Linked DNA regions of Zea mays: region 1 is linked to region 2. The links are chromatin contacts, called in public Hi-C maps. All regions are on one chromosome and are shown on one strand. Each heading gives the region's core, a stretch centred on a gene start, on an enhancer-like site or on the middle of the called end of the contact. The rest is flanking DNA. Distances are from core to core; before and after follow the strand shown. Region 1 holds the start of LOC100125643. Region 2 has its middle 30 kb from the start of LOC100281024.

Region 1 (5,656 bases), core at 2,619-5,118, 380 kb before region 2:
GTTCCTGCGTAAATTATAATTATAATGCACTTCTTATTAATATAAAACAATGTCACTTATACATATTATCAGATGTAAAAATTATTATGTGTACATCAAAATAAATATGTTTGTACAATGAGTGATCTCTTGATAAGATTATTATTTATTTTTATTATTAATTAGTACATGAAAAAGTCGTCACATATAAGTTTGACGGGTCACCATGAGGAACGAAGACCCGTTCCCGTTTACGTCTCGTGGGGAAGGAACTTCTACATCCCTATCCCCTGATAAAAAAATCTCCGTAGAAAATTAGGGACCAGGTCCGTTACCCTCTCTAGTTCCAAGTCGGTCCTATACTTTTCGACCCAACCCAGCTCTCATATTCGATCGGTGTCTGAGAGTGAAGATGTACTGACAGCAATATGAATTTAGAGCAGATGAATGCTGGTTGTCTCGCCTTTAATCATCGATATCAGCTTCTTTGATACTTTGATTGGTACATGCATCGACGTAAAAATTCTACGGGGCAGAGGAACTCGTACTACCACGTGCGTACAGTACTTATCTACGACTCCTGTTTCATGAGAAAAATAGCCCACCGCGGCACGGCAGTCCGCACTTCGGCCGCAGAGTATCTGAAGGGATCCGTGACGATGATCCGATCATCCGAACAGTGCTAGCCGCCAGCCACTGCTGTACACTTGCACACAGCCTCGCGAGTCGCGTCGCTGTCCGTTGCTAGCCATCTAGCTAGGGCTGCATGGCACTGTTGCCTTGTTTAGCGGCCCTTGATTAGCGTTCTCTGTTTAGCAAGTCGTATATGGGCCTCGGCACCTTTAATTTCTATCCAACTAAATAATGCTTCTACGAGTCAACAAATGGTTGTATACCTACGATTAATTTTACGAACCTCATGATCTCATCATCTGGGAGTGTGGGACTGTGGGCTGCCTGCGCCGCGAGCTGGGCAGTGCAAGCGGCGCCAGCAGGCAGGAAGCAGAGCCTCGCCGCGCGCGTGACGCAGGGTGGACGGGCGGGTGGCGGGGGCCTGAGCACGCAGCGACACCCACACCTGCAAAGAAAAACGCGGCCGCGCTCGCCGCTCGGTGTGTCCCTGGCGCCGGCAGGTCAGTACGCCGTGCATGCGGCCGGCCGTGACACTACCCTACCATGTGCACTACGGTGCCCGGATTCTTCGCTGCTGTCCTGTCCAACGGGGATACGACGCGTGGCGTGACGTCGTCTCGGTCTCGGGCACCTTTGCGTCCTGCTCCCCGGCGGGGCACAGGCGTGGTCCGCGTCGCGCGCGCGTGACTTCGCAGTCGCAGCACCGCCATCCGTCCGCGCCGCGCACATGGGCCTCCAGCCACCCCCTGCTACGCAGTACCGGCGTGAGGAGGAAATGCTGGCTCTGGCCGCTTGATTTGAACCAATGGATTTTGTCTTCAAGTGTGGTTCTTTCCCAACGTGCAATAATGCACCTACGCATCAACAGAAAACCTCCAAAAAAACCAGAGTCATTAAGATGGGAACACAGGAAGAGCAAGTTTCCATCTCAAAACATTAGTCGTTTTAGAGAATTAGTATATTCATGTAATTTTTTATGTATGTGTTTTGTATATATGTCTAAATTTATTATCATTCATTTGAATATATACATAAAAACCAAGAGTTAAAACGACTAATATTTTATAACAGAGGGAGTAACTTACGGTGGAATTTATAATGTCTTAACTTACGGTGGGATTTTATAATGTCATCATGTCACATATAGTAGCTAACTACAAATCTAGTTATATAATAACTCTCCTATGATACAAGTTGTACATTTAATACTTGGGGGGCCATAGTGTCACCTCAATCTCTGTAACCTTTTATACCTAGACTTAGATATACAACAAAATAATCGAACTTTTATATAGTAAGTCCATTTGCGGCACACCCACTCCACTCCACTGCTCAGCCACACCGACACGCCGATGCGGCCGCTCTGCGCCCCAGCACCTCTCCCCACTCCAACTCCTGAGTGACGAGTACAGCAGTGGGTACAAAATATCGTCCTGCCTCCTCCTGAGTGGTGGTCCATTGTATTCTTCTGTAGGATATTTGCAACATTACTACCCTCCTCATGTACTTTTGCGTTGTCTGAAAATGTGAGAGAGAAAGCAACTTGTACGTACTCCTCCTATATACGGCTGGAGTCTAGCTGGGCTGCCGTTGGCGGGCCTTGGCCTTGCCGTCGTCCACGAGACACGCAGACGCAGGCTGTTGAAGCGGGCACATGACTGAGGCATCAAATCACATTGATGGCCCGTGCGCGACGCTGCACAGTTGGCAGCAATACCCACGTACACCCCTGTACGTGCGTACTAGGAGTAGTACTCTGTAGCAGGTAGCCGTGCGGCCGTGCGGGCGGTGCCGAGAGAAGGGGGTCGGCGCAGCGTATCCAAGTGTGCCGTGCATAGGTTCTGTCAAATCTCCGTTGTCTGGCCTGCACACAGCCACACACATAAGAATGGTGACGATACTGTATGGAGTACATACTAACAGCTAGTACAAAGGTTTCCCGCTGGCACGTCGTCGTTGTCGTTGTCGTGACAAAGAAATTGGGCCGCCGCGCCGTAAGAAGAAGCTGGGTTGGTGCCGTGCGTGGGCTTGGCTGCTTGATCTGCTGTGTGCTCCTAGGCGGGCAATGAATGAAGCCCCAGCCATACGCCCGTCCAGGAGGGGAAGGCGAAGGAGGCGGACTTGAAAAGCGTCACCTCAACCTCGTGACCGCGCAGCAGCAGCAGCGGCGGCGGCAGGCCCATGGAGCCTGCTCACTGCTGCCAAAGCGCCTGGCGCGGCATCGCGTACTTTCCATGTAGCTGCCATGTTTGGCGCGCGGGCTAAGCTGTGGTGGCGTTCTTGGAGTCGGATGTGATTTTTGACTCCTGGCCACAAGCAAGCACCCCAACGCACTAACGGTCCGTAGGAGTGGCTCCTCCTGTTACAGTATTACTGTGCCAAATACTCCTCGTGTTTGTTGTTTGCTTCAATGGAGGCCTAAAGGTGCTGCCGTCTGTCCAATTAACATCGTCGTAAATGTCAAGTTAGCCTTTCGTAGTAGTAAGGCCAGTTCATGTAGGGCACATTTACCTTCACAGATACTCAGGCAGTAAAAGTCCCCTTCTCTCTCCCTCTCCAGGAGGAGTCAATGCCCTCCGGTTTAACATTGGCGCGCGAGGAGGCGTCACATTTGCGTCCTGTGGCCGTCACATGGATGAAGCCCCGCCATTTACTTCCTCGTATTTACCTGCAAGGATACAAAAGGCCCTACTTATTGAACTACAAGTACCGGTACTCGTTCGCACAAGTTTACTCACGCAGCGTACAAAAGACCACACAGTCACGGACAGTTATTGCCTTCACTCGCATAAAAAAAAAAAGACCATCTTTTTTTTTTTTGAAGACGCATGGGCGGCCGCGGTAGGGCCTTTTCGGTTTGCTCATGATGCTAGAGGGAGGAGTACGTGGTACCTTGGGCTGTAGATTTGAGATTCTGCTTTATTTAACCGCTCGCTGCTACACCGTCCGTGGTACCCGTTGTCAACTCACTGTCACTGCTGCTCATAATAACAATAATAAAAATATTGTACTCCTTTGCGCTCGTCAAAAAAAAAACAAATCTCTCTCTGAAAACTCATATCCAAAGACAAAAGAACGGACGAAAGGACCGGTGCTATTTAAGGGCCACCCCTCTAGTCCCCCAAAGAGCCCACCACACAAACGGACAAACCCCTGCCTCCCACCAGAAAAGCAAGCAGACCACACCCACCCGCCTCTAAACCAACCAGCCTGTCCCCATTCCCCGTCCCCGGCGATGCACGCCAGCATCCACTCCCTCCCGTCAGCCTCTTCTTCTCCCCCTGATGAGCGCTGAGTTCTGTGCTGCCGCTGCTGGTGCTGTGGCCATGGAGCTCGGAGTCGGGGATGTGATGGGGCTGCAGCAAGGCATCGCCGCCGCCACCGGGCCATCGTCCGGAGACAGCGACCTGGGTCTTCTCAAGCGAGCAGGCCTCGCCCAGGCAGCCACCTCCTACCCCTCCCCTTTCCTCGACCAACAGAAGATGCTCAGGTTCTCCAAGGCGGCGGCGGCTCACACGTCGCCCTCAGGTTCGTATGCCTTGCCTTGGCCTTCCTCAGTCCTCCGCAACGCATATTCCCTTCCCTCGCGCCCATCCATTCGTTCCTCCCTTCTTGGATGGATACCTTCTCTGCGAAACATGATAGACAGCGGTAGGCCACTCTGATACACTACACTCAAGAAAATGGACTAACAAGACTATTCACAAAAAAGAAAGAAAAGCAAAAGTCAAAAGGACAACAGCAGCATTCATGGAACTTGATGAGCCCTCATGAATGCTAGCTAGGAGTATCTACTATATATGGAGGGGCCTGGCCTAGCGGTACCGGCCATAGGGATTTGGCCCAACACCACCCGCCGCTCTCCTCTCCTTCCCTCCCTCCCCGGCCAAGAAGGCTGCCTGTTGTAAAACATTTCGTCTGCTTTTTCACCTTTATTACGTACGCTTTTGTCCTGGCGCTCCCTCCCTTCGCCATGCCCATGCACGTCCCAGCGTTTTCAGATTTTCGGTCAGACTAAAATATTCTCCTTGTTTCACCGTCATCCAGGCCTAGACTTCGGAGGAGGCCCGAGCGAGCAGGCTTTCCTGCTGTCCAGGACCAAGCGGCCGTTCACTCCGTCGCAGTGGATGGAGCTGGAGCACCAGGCTCTCATATACAAGTATCTCAATGCCAAGGCCCCCATACCTTCCAGCCTGCTCGTTTCCATCAGCAAGAGCTTCAGGTCATCCAACAGAGGTATGCATGCATGTTCTCAACCACAAGACTAAAAAGGAGGTTCTCTACTTCAAAGCTGTTATGCTAGCACCTGCAATAAATAAACCAAACGAGAAGAGAGAGAAAGTACATATATTATTTTGCACAAATGAATAAAGAATAACCAAACCATTATATATGCCATAAAGATTGACCACTGTATTGCCTTTTTGAGTATAAATGTAATCAGAGCTTGACAGACTCTCTAACGCAGTGAGCTGGAGGCCTCTTTACCAAGGCTACGCAAACGCAGACTCCGACCCAGAACCTGGGAGGTGCCGGCGGACAGACGGAAAGAAGTGGCGGTGCTCCAAGGAGGCGATGCCTGATCACAAGTACTGCGAGCGCCACATCAATAGGAACCGCCACCGTTCAAGAAAGCCTGTGGAAAACCAACCTAGAAAGGCCACCAAGGAGGTGACTACCGCTGCTGCTGGCTCGTTGCCGTGTGCCGGGCCACAAGGTAGCTTGAAGAAGGCAAAAGTTAATGACTCCAAGCCAGGCACTGGCAGCTATTGGACAGATAGCTTAAACAGGTAAATACCACCAGAGTCATCTCCTTGTTTTAGCATCATATCTGAATAATAAAATCCCAACTTAATACTTGTGAATCCTATTATAAGAGCATCGACGATGCTTCATTTTCAAGTACTAATCTGGAACAGTATTAGTATGTTATGGTTCTAAATAATGTTAGTTGCCACTTAGCATTCATAATAATAATTCTCATTTCGAAAACATTGTACATATTTTCAGGACAATGCTGAGCAGAGAGAAGGCAAACAAACCG
Region 2 (5,292 bases), core at 1,205-3,704:
GTTTTTTGTTGTGTGTGTGGGCCTGTGGGGTGGGGGGAGTGGGGTTCCTATCGGAACAGGTGTCCAGCGTCGGACCAATGCAGGGGGCAGAGAGGTTGGATAGGAACCTGTGGGTTCTCTGTGCAAGTACAACTACATACAAATTACAATCTAGATCATAATCTAGATTATATAATCTTTAAGCTGAAATAAATATGCTCTTAATCTCTTAAATTTTAAGATTGATCCAAGTTACGGAGTTTGACCATCAATGCTTTTACTAACATAACAGTAACCTGTCCAGATTTATAAAAGCTCACTCTTTTGTTTCTCTGGTTAAAAGAGGTGGGATATTTATTTGTATAGTTTCAGAGTCATTCACTCCGTTTTATTGCCTGTTCTATCATCCTACGATCCTATACATGGAGAAAAGCGTAGTCGCACGAACGATAACCCTCCTATCCAACCTCTCTGCCCCCTGCATTGGTTCGACGCTGTTTGTTTTTGGTGTGGCTCCCCCAGCGGCAGCCGCGAGCTTCCCCCTACCCTTTCCCTGTGCACGCGTAGGGCTCCTTTGGGACTGTCCGCAGCGGTTCTCTCTAAATTTCTCCCCCTATATCACTTTTCTGTGTCACATCATCAACATTTTATCCCCTACTTTTTCATCTCTAGCAGCGGTCCCCCTATATTTTCCCTCTATACCCCATTACAACTATAAAATATCATTATTAAACCATATTCATCATCTATTACCATTTTTTCTCCACTTCTAAAATTCTGACGAGCACGAAAATCGAGTTTAGAGGGCGCTACAGTGGACCGCTGGATCTATGATGAGAGAGAAGCGCTCCTCTCCGTAGCAGGCTCCGTAGAGTTCACCGCTGCGCGTCAAACTGAATCACTGCAGCCGCCAAATGCACTACAATGGTAGGAGAGAGGGACGCAAGTGTCGGCCGCTGCGCATAGCCTGATATTGTATAGTTGTAGTGGGGTATAGAGGGAGAATACAGGAGAAACCGTTGCGGTAAATGAAAAATTAGGGGATAAAATGTTGATGACACAAAAAAGTAATATAGAAGGAAAAATTTAGGGAAAACCGTTGCGGACGACGGAGTCTGTCGATACCGGACTATGGTCCGTTGGCTGCGACGGAGGTGGAGTCTGGCTGGAGGAGGGGCAGACGACGGAGGATGGTAGGCAAAGGTTGGGATGGCTGAGGCGGAAGTTGAGATGGGCGGATGGTGAAGGTCTATGACAGCGGCGACGGGTGATGGGGACACAGGGTGAAGACTGTCTGGATGAAGTCATGAAGAATGGGTGAGCCACTTTAGCACTTGGGCCAGATGGATAGGTGGATAGTTGGGTTGTATCTATTACCTTTTTTTCTCAAACTTGGTATGACTCGGGCCATAGAGGGTCATCCGCCCTAGCTATTTGGATGATCAGATTATAAGAATGAAGATTATTGATTTTTTAGACATAGAGGCAAAGGCAATAATACCCTGCGTGCGTGTGATTTGGGGAAAGAATAAAATGGAAGACATTGTAATTTTATGATCATAACCATAGATAGTGGGTCTTTTACAAAAGTAATCTTAAATAAACTACTCTTGATGAGATTATCATAATCTGGACCCATAATTTATGGTGTTTGTTTACCTGATGAATTATTTACACTGAATTATATAATCTAGAGTAACTAAAATCCAAAACAAATAGTACCTAAACTAGACAAAATTATGTGATTAATCCAACTGGAATCACATCAAACTTCCAGATATAAAGTTATTAACAAAACAAGTTTTTCTGTTCTAAAGAGTAACGGAAAGTAATCAAGATCTAATTTCTAAATTATGCAATAACTATAGAAGATTGATATTTCAAACTTTTGAGACCGCTCAATATATGTCTTAACAATGTTCTAGATGAATCGATTAAACAGTTTCAGTTGAAAAGAGCAAATTAGTCTAAGATCAAAAGGAGATAGACAATATTTAAACAACAAAGAGAGTGGAATGATGTTACCACATTAACATTGCATAACCAACTCTTTTATTATTAAGATTTATGTACAGAAGTGCTCTCCAAAAGCAACAGAAAATTCTTCCTTGAATTCTTCAAAAATCCAACATTTGTCTCAAATAAATCTAATCTAGTGTCTATCAGTCTAATTCTCATCTCTGGAAAAAACAAATTCTATTTACAAGAGATACTAAGTCTTATTCAGTCCGGATTCTTCAGCCACTGTGGGCCGCCAACCCTCTTACCAGGCCGCGCCCTCGCGCTGCTCGAGTGGGCCGCTGCCGCCGTGGGCCAGCTCCCGCGCGCGCGCCTGAACAAGGATTGCTGGCTTGCTGCTGCACATCAGCCGAGCTTGCGCCAGCGAAGAACTGGTCGCCAGCGTCCCCACGGGCCACGGGCCGCTCGCCCAGCAGCATGGACCGCCGCCTGCTCCGCTGGCCCCAAGAGTGTGCATCCTGACGCCTGTGCTGCCTCCTGTTCCGTTGCTTTCCTATTCCCCAGTCCCCACAGGCCCACACACAGCAGCTCCACCAGCCCCTAACGCTACGCCTGGAGTGTTGAGAACTACGTCACCACGGATCATCAGATCCGCTCCCTTCCCTCCCGTCAGCAGTAGAGGCGTGAGAAATTGTAGAGGACCCGTCTCCCTTCCCAGAAGCACGATAGAGGAACACACGGGACACAGGATATAGGGTTGGGCCTCTGGCCTCTTTCTCTTCTCTGTATTATAAAGAGGTGTACATGTTTCTTATATAGAGATGTGAGACCCCTCAGGGGCAAAGTCGGTATTTGCCCACATAACCCTAACTAGGGTTACTTAACACTCTCCCTTGGACGAATACTGCGACCAACACATGCCTCGTTAAAACTCCTAAAAAACACAGTGGGAAAATATGGAGAAAGAGTACATGGTGACGCAAATTGCATTTGCACTTTGTTGCCTCATTAAAAACCTCATGTGAGAAACTTCAAGAAAACTCACCAAAGAAAAAGAGTACAAGAGCTGTCATCGGGACAGATTTCGATCCTCTGGGATCTAGATTCTATCGAATCTTCTATAAGGGCTAACTTTAGAAATGTGCTCCCTCTGATCCTTGCAAAACCGTATCAATAAGGCAAAACATCTTCTTCTGGAAGTATATGCACATAAAGATTTAGCAAACATAATGCATATCCTTGCAAGAACTATTACAAGAACTTTACCTCTACTCACTTCTAGGATATACGAGGTAAGTGCACGTATCAATATAAATAAGCCACTTTGACTGACGGTGTCGATCGACTAGATCTTATATATTTGATAGAAAGTTCCATAAAGGTTCACATATTGATCATCAAACTCACGCCTTCAGGGCATAGAATATGACATTTATTGTCTCACGATTATGATCAATATACGCATTTGCTCCCCCTGACAATGACATATGTCAAAGTCGTTATCTCTCATAACTCAAGCATGTTCTTCAAGATATATGTCTCATTGTTCATCTGGAATAACGAGAATGGATGAGGTTGGGGTGCTATCATTTTCTATCTTACACCACAATTTATACATAGTTGTGCAAAGCAAATAACATGTCCTTCAATAGGACTTAGAGGATAATATAGTTGCAATAGTACATATTCTAAATATGACACATCGCTCTAGGTGTTCATCCATTGCAATATCTATGATGGTGTAACAAAAGTCCAACAAAGATCGTAATCCATCAGGGTTTTTTCATCGATCAGATACATCGTTATAGTCTGTCATTCTGGCACAATGGGGATATTTTGCCAGTAACACCTAAACCTTATAGGTTTCTACCATCAGGGCTTTAGAGGATACCATAATTTCACATCTAGTGGAAATTATCATGAGTAAAACTCATGGAATGCACATGTGCTATTCGGTGAACTTCAAGTCCTTTGGTACCTCATTTTATTCCTTTTCGGGTTTGTATGGGTCTTTATCCCTTTATCGGGATTAACAAATTTTGGTGTTCAACTCAAACTTTATTACTTCTAGAAAGGTTCCATCAGGGAACTGTAATCTCAACTAGAAGATATTCTCTCTACACTAGAGAATGGTCATTCATCAGGAATGCATTATTCGGTATGAGATTTATATGTTGCATATTTATAATTCAAGTATATGAGTCCTCCTTGGATCTCATGACGGATCTTCTGAATCCTATTAATTGCATAGTTTAATTCATGCCATTTGCCAGATATATTACATAGCGGAATTATGTTTACTCAACACATATGTGGGATGTGTCTCTCACAAGACCACTTGAACCATCGCATTCACCACACATTATTTCAATAGTGCCCATAAATGTCCAAACTTCAAGCTCGCGACTTTTATTTTGCGATTATTGGTTCAACCTCGATTGCGTTTATCAATGACCCGATAAGAGAGCTTCAAGCACTCATGCCTAAGACTTTGTTTTGGATCCCTTTGCAATCTATAGAGGCAAGATAGGTGTCGACACATTTGTATCCCACATTTAATAATGATCTTCGCCATTTCCCAAAACGAAGGATTCATTGTTCCGTATTCCTAGCACAATGATATTGCACGCATTGCTAGGAATTTCATCATCAAGATGAACCTCTTCGTGCGGCAAATCACCATCAAGGTGAATTCATCAGAGAAGAGTTATTACAGACCACATGAATCTGCAATCAGAACATACGCTTTGACTAAGACCAATGGATCATATTCGCAGGCGTCCCCGAGAATAGATCAAATGCCAATAAGTCAAATGTAGATATGATATTAATCCCGGGTATATCCACATCTACATTAGGTAGAAGCATTCAAACCAATATAGTTACTCCTCAACGATTTCTGACAAACTCCATATACACAGGAGTACACACCAAACGACAGGTTCAATTTGGTTTTTGTGCGTTTAATAGAATATTGAGGCATTACACTGTATGGGCATTCCTCCCCCTAATGCCGAGATGTTCTAAAAGCATACAGATAAAATCCCCAACCACAATTATCCAGTTGTGGCCAATGTATGCTATTGTGGTGATTAATTTGGGAAATTTTACGCACATTACAGATAGGGGTTTTATGCAGTGAGTTGTGGACTTGGATTAATGTAGTGACATGAATACTACATATTTGTCCTTCAACATGAAGGGTTAGTCTCAATATCCAGCGAGACACGCAACAACAAGTTGCTTCATGGTTACAATTCTGTAAACTTATTTTTATTATTACCAAACACATAGTCAATTATTCAGATTTAGACTGATATGCACAACACTATGTTATCCATAAGGGTCCTTCAG

Evidence for each region. A called contact is a pair of places that touch in the nucleus more often than the background predicts.
Region 1: a Hi-C map of tassel shows a contact between it and region 2, with 2.7 times the contacts expected there. The contact joins the promoter of LOC100125643 here to the enhancer-like site in region 2. A contact is called at or near these places in 2 of 25 Hi-C or Micro-C datasets (ear and tassel).

Annotation. Positions count from the first base shown.
Region 1 is chr1:263,731,518-263,737,173 of Zm-B73-REFERENCE-NAM-5.0, reverse strand. It overlaps LOC100125643, which reads left to right and starts at 3,868. Exons shown (of 4, transcript NM_001112574.1): 1 at 3,868-4,140; 2 at 4,660-4,848; 3 at 5,081-5,402; 4 at 5,623-5,656. The coding sequence starts at 3,897. It overlaps LOC103643763 (a long non-coding RNA gene), which reads right to left. Exons shown (of 6, transcript XR_561270.4): 2 at 4,798-5,656; 3 at 3,505-3,590; 4 at 3,124-3,280; 5 at 2,166-3,046; 6 at 1,727-2,080.
Region 2 is chr1:263,346,938-263,352,229 of Zm-B73-REFERENCE-NAM-5.0, reverse strand. No RefSeq gene overlaps it. Among protein-coding and RNA genes, the nearest start is that of LOC100281024, 30 kb to the right of the region's middle. Within about 2 kb of position 2,454, at least 17 of the 20 cell types and tissues checked have an H3K27ac peak or open chromatin away from gene starts, as enhancers often do. A contact at or near this core is called in ear and tassel, where this site is marked.